Linked DNA regions of Sus scrofa: region 2 is linked to region 1. A link is a contact called in public Hi-C data. All regions are on one chromosome and are shown on one strand. Each heading gives the region's core, a stretch centred on a gene start, on an enhancer-like site or on the middle of the called end of the contact. The rest is flanking DNA. Distances are from core to core; before and after follow the strand shown. Region 1 holds the start of MED25 (mediator of RNA polymerase II transcription subunit 25). Region 2 holds the start of TSKS (testis-specific serine kinase substrate).

Region 1 (6,553 bases), core at 1,725-4,224:
TATTTATTGTGACTACTATTGTATTTAGATTTATTTCTACCATTTAATTTTTATATTTCTTGTTGTTCTGCCTTTTAAAGATTTTTTTTCCTCCTTTTTTTTGGCTCTGCCAGTGGCAGGTGGAAATTTCCAAGCCAGGGACCAAACCCACACCACAACAGCAATCAAAGCCACTGCAGTGACAGTGCCAGATCCTTAACATGCTTCACTACAAGAGAAGTCCACAAAAGACGTTTTGAGATAAATTTTTTTTGGGTCTTTTTCTAGGGTTGCACCTGTGGCATATGGAGGTTCCCAGGCTAGGGGTCCAATCTGAGCTGTAGCCGTCAGCCCACACCACAGCCACAGCCATGTCAGATCCGAGCTGTGTCTGCGACCTGCACCACAGCTCACGGCCAACACTGGATCCTTAACCCACTGAGAGAAGCCAGGGATGGAACCCGCAACCTCGTGGTTCATAGTCAGATTCCTTAACCACTGAGCCATGACAGAAACTCCAAGATAAATTTGATCATGGATTTAAGTGTTTGACCAGACTAAGAAATAATTTTTTTTTTTTTTTTTGGTCATTTCCAGGGCCTCACCTGTGGCATATGGAGGTTCCCAGGCTAGGGGTCCAATCCGAGCTGTAGCCGCTGTAGCTGTAGCCACAGTCACAGCGACACAGGATCCCAGCCTTGTTTGCTACAGCTCACGACAACGCCAGATCCTTAACCCACTAATCGAGGCCAGGGATTGAACCCGAATCGTCTTGGTTACTAGTCAGGTTTGTTAACCACTGAGCCACGATGGGAACTCTAGATGGCAGGGTGGTGGTGGTGTTGTTTAGCCACACCCAAGGCTTATGGAAGTTCCCAGGCAGGGATACAACCCATGCCTCAGCAATGTCCCCAGCCACTGCAGAGCCAATGCTGGATCCTTAACCTGTTGCACCACATCAGGAACTCCTGGGGGATTTGTTTTCAAAGGGTTCAGCAGGAATTCCTGTTGTGGCATACGCTGGTGGTAATAAACTCAACTAGTATCCATGAGGATGCAGGTTCAATCCCTGGCCTTGCTCGGTGGGTTAAGGATCTGGCATTGCCGTGTGAGCTTTGGTGCAGTTTGCTGACCGGGCTCAGATCCTGAGTTGCTGTGGCTATGGTTGTGCGGTAAGCTAGCAGCTGCAGCTCAGATTCAACCCCTAACCTGGGAACTTCCATATGACACAAGTGTGGCCCTAAAAAGTAAAAAAATACCTAAATAAATAAAATGGTTCAGCAAAGGAGTTCCCTGGTGGTGCAGCAGGTTAAGTATCCCCTGTTGTCACTGCCGTGCCTTTGGCATTGCTATGGTGGGGGTTTGACCCCTGGCCTGGCAATTTCCATATGCTGGAGGTGCAGCCAAAAGAAACAACACCATAAAACGTTCAGCAAATCAAAAAGGAAAAAGATAAATGTGACAATATAGTGATACTGCTGAGTGTGCAAAGCAACGCACCCTTTTTCCCTGAAATATATCGACAAACTGCATTGGAAGACGTTGTTCTCATTTCCACCCCCACTATCCCACGTCTTCACCAGCTTACTTTACCCAAACCCCCTCATCCTCATGGACGTGTGTTTTCCAACCTTCCAACATAATTACCTTGACAAGAGTAAAATGCTGACAGCACTCTTTTTTTTCTTTGGCTGCAGCAGAGACATATGGAAGTTTCCAGGCCAGGGATTGAACCCCTACCACAGCAGCGACCCCAGCTGCTGCAATGACAACAGGGGGTCCTTAACCCGCTGCACCACAGGGGAACTCCAGTATTATTTAATCGAAGATGAGTGGCTTTCAGAGATTTACTCCCTTTTTCTTTTTTTTTTTCTTTTTAGCACCCCCCCCATATGGAAGTTTCCAGGCTAGGGGTCCTATATGAGCTGTAGTCACCAGCCTACTCCACAGCAACTCAGGATCTGCGCTGCATCTTTGACCTACAAGCTCATGGCAAAGCCGACTGTTAGCCCACTGAGTGAGACCAGGGATCGAAAGCACATCCTCATGGATACTAGTGGGGTTTGTTAACCACTGAGCCACGAGGAGAAGTCCATTACTCGATATTTTAAAATAGGTTTTGTGGGTGGGAAAAGCCTGCAATATTTTCCTTCCCCACCTAAAAAAAGTATTATTTTCCTAAGTTTCTATTAATTAGTAAAATGTATCTGTGTAGTAAATTTCTGTCAACACTTAAGTTCCAACGACTTTCCCGGTTTATAGATCGTTTTCAACTTGGTTTATGGAGTCTTTTGCGGAGAAACAGATCTGTATTTTACGTTTTCTGGCTTTGCTGCAATGATAAACTCTTTTTTCCAGTCTTCAAGATTATACAGTGTTATGGTTTCATTTGCATTTTTAATCCACCTGGAACGTATTTCAGATCTAGGCCGGTTTCTGGCCTCTCGCCCAGAAAACAACTATCAGGTGTTACTTAGCAACCACCACTGGGGTTGGAGTGAGCCGTCTCTTCAGGGAAAAAAAACAGCTGCACTCTCTCCAGAGTCGATTGCCCCTTTAAAGCGTTGCCTAGTAACCCTGTTTCAGACTAGGTGATTGGACCCTGCACACGACCCACCCCCCCCTCCCGGTTCCCTGGGAGCCAGAAAGAATTTAGCTGAAAACCTAATCTCTGTCAGAAAACCAGGGCAGCGTGCGCGTTGCATGGCAACTAGATCTTCCGACCCTCCCAGTGAAACTAGTGTCGGAAGAGCCGCCCCGCTCAAAGATGGCGGCCGAAGCGCCGCTCTCAATATATTTCGTTCTCTACGTCCTGCCAATAATTAATCTTTACACCAGGCCCCCGAAGGGGTTCTCTAGGTCCTTTTGGAGGCTTGCACAAGGTTGGTACGAAGGAGGATGGAGATCAACCGACGCGCCCTGAGTGCCCCGCACAAACATGGCCGCAGGCGCGGCGTCAGGGGCGCGAGGCCGTCCGGCGCAGGCGCGGGCGCGGCGCAGGCGCACTTGCGCTCATCCCGCGGTGGCGGAGACGGCGACGGCGGCAACGGCAGCGGCGGCTGGGGCGCGGGGCATGGTACTCGGGTCGGAGGGCCCGGCGCGCGCCGGGGGCCTCGTAGCTGACGTGGTGTTTGTGATTGAGGGCACAGCTAACCTGGGGCCCTACTTCGAGGGGCTTCGAAAGCACTACCTGCTCCCCGCCATCGAGTGAGTGAGGTTTCCGCGACTCCAACCCCGCCCTCCGACTTTAGTTTTCCAGTCTCTTGCCTCACCCCGACTTTTCACCCCCGACCCTCACAGGTATTTTAATGGTGGTCCTCCTGCGGAGACCGACTTCGGGGGAGACGTGAGTCTTGGGACTCTTGAAGGTCGAGGGAGAGGGAAGCTGGGAGTCCCTACTACTGGGTCTCGGGGGAGGGGCTGGGGTCCGGGCTCTGAGTCCGGGAGGAGGGGGCTGGAGCTGAGGAAGAAGGAGCGGGGCGGGGGGTGGTTCCAGACTCCTGAGTCGTGCGGGAGGGTTGGGGTCCGGACTTCTGGGTCCCAGGGAGAAGGGCCTGGGGGCTTGGACTCCTGGATCCGAGGGAGGAGAGGCTCGGGTGCGGACTCCTGGGTTCGAGGGAGGAGGGAGCTGGGAGCTCCCACTTCTCTGAGAGAAAAGACAGCTGAGGTCCCAGATGAAAAGTTCTTCTGTCCTCCTCTGCCAGTATGGGGGGACCCAATACAGCCTCGTGGTGTTCAACACGGTGGACTGCGCTCCGGAGTCCTACGTACAATGTCACGCTCCTACCAGCAGCGCCTATGAGTTTGTCACCTGGCTGGATGGCATTAAGTGAGCTCTTTTCCGGGCTTTGGGGTGGGTTGGGGGACCCTGGGAGGGACCTGGGTTTGAGCTGTAGGATCCATTCCCTCACATTGGGAAGCTAACAAGGACTGTGATTGGGATTGTGGTTTTGTCCTAAGTCACTTGTGTGCCCGGTTCTGTGTGCTCAGCGGTGATGCCATCTGGTTTGGAAGCGGAAGGAACTCTAGCACCCAGGCCCTACTCTCCGTGCGATTTCCCCCCTTTTTGTTTGTGTTTCATTTCTCCCGTGGCTTCCTTTTTCAGCTGAGCGCAGTGAAGCCTGATTGAAAGGGGGTGGGGTTGGGCTAGGCATCTTGTGCTTTGGAGCAGGTTTTGATAAGTTTGCATTGCAAACTCTTGCAGGTGCAGACAGCCTGGGGCCACCGCATGGCTATACCCCAACAGAACTCCCAGACCCAGGAGTCCTGGTTCTCTCTGTGTTTAACATAATTTATCTCTAAAAGGGGAATGTTGATAGTTCTTACAGCTATTGTATTCCTTCTCTCCTGTTGGGCGACAGATTGAAATTTAGCTGCTTAAAAACAAGGCCCTGAAAAGCAAAACAAACCGAAAAAGAGTTCCTGCTGTGGCTCAGGCAGGTTAAGGATCCAGCTTGTCTCTGTGGTGGCGAGGGTTTGATCCAGCTTGTCTCTGTGGTGGCCCAGTGCCGTGGGTTAAGGATCTGGCATTGGCTCTGACCACGGTGGTGTAGGTCGCAGCCGTGGCTCAGATTTGTTCCCTGGTCTAGGAACATGGGTGCAGCCAAAAAGAGAAAGAAAAAAGGGCAACACAAATAGTTATTATCTCATGTGGTCTCTGTAAGTAAGGGATTCAGGAGGGGCTTTGATGGATGCCTCTGGCTCAGGGTCTCTCTTGAGATTTCAGTCACCATGAGCTGCAGTCACCAGTCATTTGGCAGTTTGATTGGGACTGATGTATCCGTTTCCTAAGTGGCTCACCCAAAGGCTGTTGGCTGGAGGCCTCCACTCCTTGCCGGCTGGTAGCCACAGGGCATCTCCATGGGGCTGCTTGCGTGTCCTCCCAATGTGGCAGCCGGCTTTCCTCAGCCCGAGCATCCCTTGCAAGTTCCACAGCAGCAGCTCTCATTCAGCTCCGTCCTGTTCCGCGTGTGAGGGGGTGGGACTCCCATGAGCTGAGGATCATTGAGGACCTCGTGAGAACTTTGTAGGGTTACCTTGTGAATTAAGCAAATGAGTTGCTGACGATTTAAAACAGTGCCTGATGTATGAAGTGCTGCCTAAGCTTTTGCTGTTAGCTCGGGTTTCGGCGTTCCGTTTCTTGGTTTGCAGTTGGATAACAGTAGTCTGTGTTTCAGCACTCTTGGGGCGGGGGGCGGGGGGTCCCAGGAGCTCATCTTCTTACTGTGTTCAGCTCAGGGTCTGGTCAGAGTTCATTAACCCGTGCTGGTTTGTGGTGTAGGCTGGCAGCTGCAGCTTATACTCGACCCCTGGCCTGGGACTTCCATACGCCACAGGTGCGGCCCTAAAAAAAGGAAAAGAAAAAAACAGTGTCAGTTCACAGGCTGCTGTTAATCTTCATACATCCCCGCAGCGAATGTGGTTGAAGGCCTGCTTTGCTGCAGGCTGTGTGCAGGACTGGGGGCTGCGCCTTCGATGGAAACTTGACAGGTTTCCCCGTGTGGTCAGGGAGAACAGGATTTCTCAACCTCGGCTCTGTTGACCCTTTGAACCGAATGATTCTTTGTGGTGGGGGGGCCATCTCATGCCTCTTGAGGTGTTCAGTAACTGGCCTCTACCCACCAGATGCCGGTGGCTGCTTCCCTTTCAAGTGTGACAAACAGAAATGTCTCCAGACATTGTCAAACGTCCCCTTGGGGCAAAATCCACGCCAATCGAGCCCCACCGGGAGAGGTGGTGGGAAGATGTGAATGGTAAATGGGGGCTCCTTGAGGCCCACGTCCAAGTCTGACGTCTCTCAAGTCTCTAGCACCCAGTGCAAGGCCTGGCACAGGGGAGGCCAAAGGAAAGCTTTGCTGAACAAGCGAGTAAAGGAATGAAGGCCCAGCATGCACTTCATCCTCTGCTTCTCCCTGGCAGACTCCTATATAAACATCATGCCCCAACTCACATGTCCTTTCCATGATTTTGGCAAGCAGCCATTTGTGCCCTTCTCTGCCCCCGTTGCTCCTGGGTGTTGCCCTGCCACAGCCCATACCTCTGGACTGTGAATGTCTAGGACTGGCTCTTGGTCCTACCATTCGCTTCTAGCTGGAGCCTAGCACCCACGAGGCCTCAGGAGATCTTTGCTGAATAAACGAAAGAGTGAAAGCAATGGCAAAGATAATCTCCAGGAAACGAAACCTGGCGGGTATCAGGAAAGGCAGACAGACCCCCTTATTTAAAAAGAAAAATCAGGGGAGTTCCCGTCGTGGCGCAGTGGTTAACAAATCCGACTAGGAACCATGAGGTTGCGGGTTCGGTCCCTGCCCTTGCTCAGTGGGTTAAGGATCCGGCGTTGCCGTGAGCTGTGGTGTAGGTTGCAGACGCGGCTCGGATCCCGCGTTGCTGTGGCTCTGGCGTAGGCTGGTGGCTACAGCTCCGATTCGACCCCTAGCCTGGGAACCTCCATATGCCGTGGGAGCGGCCCAAGAAATAGCAACAACAACAAAAAGACAAAAAAAAAAAAAAAAAAAAAAGATTCACAGTTGTCATTGTTTTGTCAGGTCCTATGTAACCATCTGAGTTCAGTTTC
Region 2 (6,553 bases), core at 2,514-5,013, 49 kb before region 1:
ATCTATTTGATTTACAATGTTTCAGTTATTCATATATATTATTTTTCGGATTCTTTTCCATTATAGGTTATTACAACATATTGAATATAGTTCCCTGTGCCTTATTTTTTATCTCTCTCTCTCTCTCTTTTTTTTTTTTTTTTCAGTCTTTTGAGGGCTGCACCCAAGGCATATGGAGGTTCCCAGGCTAGGGGCTGAATTGAGGCTGCAGCTGCCAGCCTGCACCACAGCCACAGTAACACCAGATCTGGGCCGCATCTGTGACCTACCGCATAGCTCACGGCAACCCCACATCCTTAACCCATTGAGCGAGGCCAGGGATCAAACCCCTCATGGATACCCATCGGGTTTGTTACCCCTGTGCCGCCACAGGAACTCCTATCTCTTTTATACACAGTAATGTGTATTTTTTTTTTTTTTTTTGGCCACACCCATGGCTAGGCCAGGGATCAAACCCATGTCGCAGCTGTGACCAGGGCCATAGCAGTTGGATCCTTAACTCGCTGAGCCATGAGGGAACTCCAAGCTAAGATACATTAAAAAAAAAAACCAAAAAACTTTTATAATGTGTTCAAGCAAAACAGGGAGTGGTGGCTTTAAACCCCTTAATCTGGGAGTTCCTGTCGTGGCTCCATGGTTAATGAATCTCACTAGGAACCCCTAGCCTGGGAACCTCCATATGCCACAGATGCAGTCCTAGAAAAGGCAAAAAGACCAAAAAACAAAAACAAAAAACCCCTTAATCCAGAAGTTCTTGCTAAAGGGGGGACGTGGTACTGAGACCTGAAGGCTGAGCAAGCCATGGGGAAAGCTGGGGTCGGCAGGGAACAGGAATGGTTCTGGAAGGTCTCAATGGCCAAGAGGAGGCCAGGTGGCTGCTGTGTTTAAGCTGGGGAAGGGCGCGGCTGGTTGATATGGCAAAAAGCACCCTGAGTGGCCGGGATAGAGCAGGGAGAAAGGCCAGGGACATTGCTGCAAGGTTCCAGGCAAAAGATGACAGTGGTGGTGGCCTGTACAGAGGGAGGCTGTGGCGATGGGAGGAGGTGGCTGGCTTCGGGGTGCATTCTGGCTTTGGTTTGGGGTGAAGACACGGAGGGGAGCTGGCAAGAGTGTCTGGTGATTAATGAGGAGGGGGCTGACTCCAGTTTTTCTAGAGAAAATCAGGAATTGATTTGTGCTGGTCAAAGTCTTAGAAGCTTTTGTGTTTCAACCCCTGAGCTCTTCAAGGGGCTCCTAGGGTTCCCTCTTTATGGTCCATCTTAAAACCAAGGAAGCCTTGGAATTCCTGTCATGGCGCAGTGGTTAACGAACCCGACTAGGAACCATGAGGTTGCAGTTCGATCCCTGGCCTCGCTCAGTGGGTTAAGGATCCAGCGTGGCCGTGACCTGTGGTATAGGTGGCAGACGTGGCTCGGATCCTGCATGGCTGTGGCTGTGGTGTAGGCAGGCGGCTACAGCTCTGATTAGACCCCTAGCCTGGGGACCCCCATATGCCTCGGGTGCGGCCCTAGAAAAGACAACAAAATAAAAAAGTAAATAAAACAAACAAACAAAAAACCCAAGGAAGCCTTGCCTCAACCTCATCTGGACACTCACATGAACTTCTACATGGCCTGGTCTTAAAATTTAGCAATAGGTCAGCCCCTGAACCCCAGAATGGTCTTGCTCCAATCCCATCTTATAATTTTCTGCCATCCAATAATGCCCTGTGGCTGCTGAGTTTGTGACTTGCCGAGTCTCAACTGAGATGTGCTCTATGTAGAAAACACCAGATTCCAAAAACTTAGGAAAATAAGAATGTCAAGTATGTTGACACGATCATATGTGGGTGTATGGATTAAATATTGGGTTAAAAATTTTATGGGTTAGGGAGTTCCCATCGTGGTGCAGCGGAAACGAATCCGACTAGGAACCATGAGGTTGCGGGTTCGATCCCTGGCCCTGCTCAGTGGGTTAAGGATCCTACATTGCCCTGAGCTGTGGTGTAGGTCACAGACGCGATTCAGATCCCGAGTTGCTGTGACTGTGCTGTAGGCTGGCAGCTGTAGCTCCAATTCGATCCCTAGCCTGGGAACCTCCATATGCCGGGGGTGTGGCCCTAAAAAAAACAAAATAAAATAAAATAAAATAAAATAAAAGTTTTAGCTAACTCTGGAGCCCTAGAGGAGGTTGGGAGAGACTGAGTTCCCCCCTCTACCCGTGATTGGAAGAATGAGGACTTCCTTCTCCCACAACAAAACCTAGAATTAATGCTCTCTGGCTCCTGGAGGGTCTGAGTGAAGGGCTGGAGGTAGTGGTGAGAGGTTGGTGGAGAATTAAGGATGTGAAGAGGGTGGCTTTGTCTTCTTCCTTAGGAACAGAATTTTCCTGTTCTTTGGACTCTAGTTCCTTTTTTTTTTTTTTTTTTTGTTTTTTTGTTTTTTTGTCTTTTCTAGGGCCGCTTCCCACGGCATATGGAGGTTCCCAGGCTAGGGGTCTAATCAGAGCTGTAGCCACCGGCCTACGCCACAGCCACAGCCATGCAGGATCCGAGCTGCGTCTGCCATCTACACCACAGGTCACGGCAACGCCAGATCCTTAACCCACTGAGCAAGGCCAGGGATCGAACCCGCAACCTCATGGTTCCTCTTCTTCAGACTCTGGATGTCTCTCTTACCATTCCTCAAAAAGCAGACCAGTTCCAACCCCATTATTTAAAGGTGTTATCCTCAGGTAGAAACTTCTTCCTCCCTCATAATGAAAGGACTCCTCCAGTCCCTTGTGATGCATCTTCCCTAAAAAGAAATTTTCCCAACTCCTAGTCCAAGAATTTGTTGTTGCTTTTTTTCTCTCTTGGTCTTTTTAGGGCCACACCCTCGGCTTATGGAAGTTCCCAGGTTAGGAGTCAAATCAGAGCTGTAGCTGCCGGCCTGTGCCACAGCCACTGCCACACCAGATCTGAGCCATGTCTGTGACCTACACCACAGCTCATGGCAACACTGGATCCTTAACCCACTGAATGGGACCAGGGCTGGACCCCACATCCTCATGGATACTAATCAGTTTCATTACCGCTGAGCTGCAATGGGAACTCCTTGTTGCTGTTTTTAATGTTCTTTAAAGGCAGACAGCACCCCCGCCACACGCACCCCACACGCCCATATTAGGAATGGACTGTCCTTGCTCACTGAAACATCTGAGCAATATTTGTCCTCCTAGAATCCAGAATAGACTTTCCCAAGCCCCATTCCTGGAAACCCGAATGGCCAGATCCACCGAACCTGGAAGGTGGGCTCTTCTCGCTCTCCCCATCCCCCCAGGATTCAGAGTGGATGTTCCCAGCATGCAGGACTCTCTCCCAAGGCTCATTCCAAGAATACTCGAGTTCTGAGGTTGGAAGAGGCTGGCAGGGCTGAGTTCCTCGAGGTGACAGAATGGACTCTTCCAGTTCCCTTTGCCCCAAATTTCTCAATAGCCCAGGGTGTTAGAGTTCCGGGAGGCTTTGCCTTCCCAAAAGCCTGTCAACCAAAGAAAGTCTCCGGGGCGCCAAGGGGTGGTGGTTGGGCCAAACATAGCAGATCCCCCCATTCCTTTTAGCAACGTTCGTCAGTCCCCTTCTGGTTGAGGAGCTCCAAGTTTGGTGGAGAGACTCACAGTTTTGATTTGGTGTGTTTACTGGTGGTGTGGTTGCAAAGAAAAGAAAAAAGGCATTGCATAATTGGAAAACAGTTAAATGTCAGAGTTCCCACTGTGGCTCAGCAGGTTACGAACACAACTATTGGAGTTCCCATCGTGGCGCAGCGGAAACGAATCCGATTAGGAACCATAAGGTTGCAGGTTCGATTCCTGGCTTTGCTCAGGGGGTTAAGGATCCGGTGTTGCCGTGAGCTGTGGTGTAGGCTGCAGATGCGTTCAGCTCTGACATTGCTGCGGCTGTGGTGTAGGCTGGCAGCTGTAGCTCTGATTCGACCCCTAGCCTGGGAACCTCCATATGCTGCCAGTGCGGCTCTAAACACACACACACACACACACACACACAACACAACTAGTATCCGTGAGGATGCAGGTTCCATCCCTGGCCTCGCTCAGTGGGTTAAGGATCTGGCATTGCTGGGAACTGTGGTGTAGGTCACAGAGGGCCCCTGGATCCTCCATCACTGTGGTGTAGGCTGGCAGCTCCAGCTCTGAATCCACCCCTAGCCTAGGAACTTCCCTATGCCACAAGTGCGGCCCTAAAAAGCAAAACAAGTGGTTAAATGCCAAAATATACTTTAAACCCAGGCTCTGCCGTTTCTGAGCTGTGTGACCTTGGGCAAGTCATTCAACCTCTCTGGACCTCAGTTTTAACCTCTGCTTAATGCGACTAGACTTGAATTAGTGTTTCCTCCGCTCTGAGACACTCGGTCTCCGGACAAATTAGGTCCCAACATCTTGGCCGCTAGACAAGGGGTAAGGAACGTCTTCCGGGAAGATTTAAGGAGTAATGCGTGGTGAAGAGTAGGGAGAAAGAGGATCAGAACGACGCTTGCGCAGTAAACACCTCACGCTCTCCTGCCCCTCCCAACCCCTTCTCTGCAGCAGGGAATTGCAGGCGCTGCTCCACCTATCCCAGCCCAGCTGAGCGACAACCCCCGTTCTCCTTCGTTCTCTACGGATCGTGGCTCTCCTCCCGCCCCCATAACAGCCCAATCGGGGGGGGAGTAGGACAGGTCGGGCAAATCCCCAACGCCTGCGGGGGCGATCTGCCCATCTATTGGCCTCAGTCACCACAAGTCCCGCCTCCTCAAGCCCGCTCCCCCCGCCCTCCCTCACGTCAATCCCTCCCTTCTAGGAGAGCGACCGGATCCAATCAGTATTGGCCCCGGCCGCGCGGAGGGGGCGGTCCAACTGTACGTAACCTAACTCCGCCCGTCTCTCGAGCAACGCCCCGACCCCGCTCTCCCGAACGGAAATACGGGGGTGCTGGACCAATCGTAACGGCGTACCTTTGTCCTGCCACCAATGAGAGAGGGAGTGGGGATGAACCCGCGCCTGAACGGCAGTAATTCGAGCCAATGGGCAGCTGAGAGCTCAGGATGGCGGCTGGGAGGGGAGGGACCGGGGGCGGAGACGCGGCCTGCCTGCCCGCCCGCCCGCCCGCCAGCCCGCCCTCCCCCTTGGCCGGCTAGGCTCCTCGGCGCTGCTTGGGGTCCTTTCCTTCAGGTCCCCGCCTGCCAGCCCCCGCTGCGCTGTGCCCTGCCCGGCCAGGCCTGGAGCCGACACCACCGCCATCATGCCGGCCGTGTCCAAGGGCGATGGGATGCGGGGGCTCGCGGTGTTCATCTCCGACATCCGGAACTGTGAGAGCGCGGCCGGGGGACCCTGGGCGGGGGAAGCGTGGAATTGAGGGGCTCGGGGGTTACAGAAGGGCCTAGGGGATAGAAGTCCATTGGGGTCGTAGAGTGAGAGGATAGAGAGGCCGCGGGGGGAACTTTAGGGTGGGGGTAATGGAGGGTCTTAGAGTGTCTTACTGTGCCTCTTCAGGTGACGACACGGAGTGGCTAGAGGCGTCCGGGAGGGTCTTAATGAAAAGGACGCTAGTAAAGTCCCGGAGATGGGGCGTAGAGGCGTCCCCTGGGGATGAAAGAAAGCTAGGAGATCGCATTAGCCATGGGGTCAGAGAAATCCCTGATGTAGACAGAAAAGAAAGGAGGTGCATGGCTGGGTGGTTGGGGGTACCCTGTGGAGCGATAGAGTGGGAGGGGGCCAGTGGGAACGGGGAGACCTGAAACACAGGAAGCCAGGCTTGAGAGCTTGGGTGAGGGGGTGTCATAGAGGGGAAGGGGCTAGATAGGTCACCGAGGTGCCCAGCTCGTTTATAGTTTATAGAGAGGACTTTAGAGTGATAGAAAGTCCCAGGGGTTTGGGGAGGAGGGATGGGAAGGTGGGGGACTATAGCGGGACCCTGGTGAGGGATAGAGGGGCTCCAGGATGGAAGATTTCTTAGGAAACACGGAGGTCAATGGAGAAGGAACAAGAGGGGTTACTTCGAGGCGCTTCCTGCAGGTGGAGTCTTTGGAGAGCCTGAGACAGGGGCCTGGGGGGCTTGGAAAGGAGAGGATATTACAATGTGGGGGCTTAGAGGATGTGCCAGAAGCAGGAGAACCCCTATTTCAAAGAAGGGGTTAGGGGCCTTAGGAATTTGTGAGGAAGAGATCTGGGAAGTGGGGGATGGAGGAAGCCTGGTCCCAGAGCAGGGTCATGGGTCAGGGAGCAGGACAGGCCTGAATCTGGAGCCCTCTCCCATCTGACCACATCAATACGGGGACAGTGATCACCAGCAGGAAGGATGGTCGTGACTATGGGAGGCCTGGTGCCAAGTCAGCGCCCAGCTCCTGGGAGCGGGTGTTGGCGTTTAGAGCTGCCAAGAGCTTCAGAGGCTGTATCCGCACGGGCTCTGGGGTCAGCCAGGCTTGAGTTGGTGTCGGAGCGCTGACGCTTCCTAGCCCTGTGACCTTGAATTGAGGGACTCTGTTTCCTCCTCTGTCAGGAGGGACTGCTGATGGCACCTTCCTGATGAGGCTGTTGTGACGCC

The links. A called contact is a pair of places that touch in the nucleus more often than the background predicts.
Region 2: a contact with region 1 is called in a Hi-C map of liver, with 6 times the contacts expected there. The contact joins the promoter of TSKS here to the promoter of MED25 in region 1. A contact is called at or near these places in 5 of 47 Hi-C or Micro-C datasets (epiblast stem cells, heart right ventricle, liver and 1 more) and 2 of 2 datasets of contacts at active chromatin or transcription factors (alveolar macrophages and skeletal muscle).

Annotation. Positions count from the first base shown.
Region 1 is chr6:54,831,329-54,837,881 of Sscrofa11.1, forward strand. It overlaps MED25 (mediator of RNA polymerase II transcription subunit 25), which reads left to right and starts at 2,975. Exons shown (of 19, transcript XM_003127336.5): 1 at 2,975-3,186; 2 at 3,280-3,325; 3 at 3,684-3,808. The coding sequence starts at 3,053.
Region 2 is chr6:54,781,448-54,788,000 of Sscrofa11.1, forward strand. It overlaps TSKS (testis-specific serine kinase substrate), which reads right to left and starts at 3,764. Exons shown (of 11, transcript XM_021094752.1): 1 at 3,261-3,764. It overlaps AP2A1 (AP-2 complex subunit alpha-1), which reads left to right and starts at 5,090. Exons shown (of 23, transcript XM_021094760.1): 1 at 5,090-5,318. The coding sequence starts at 5,252.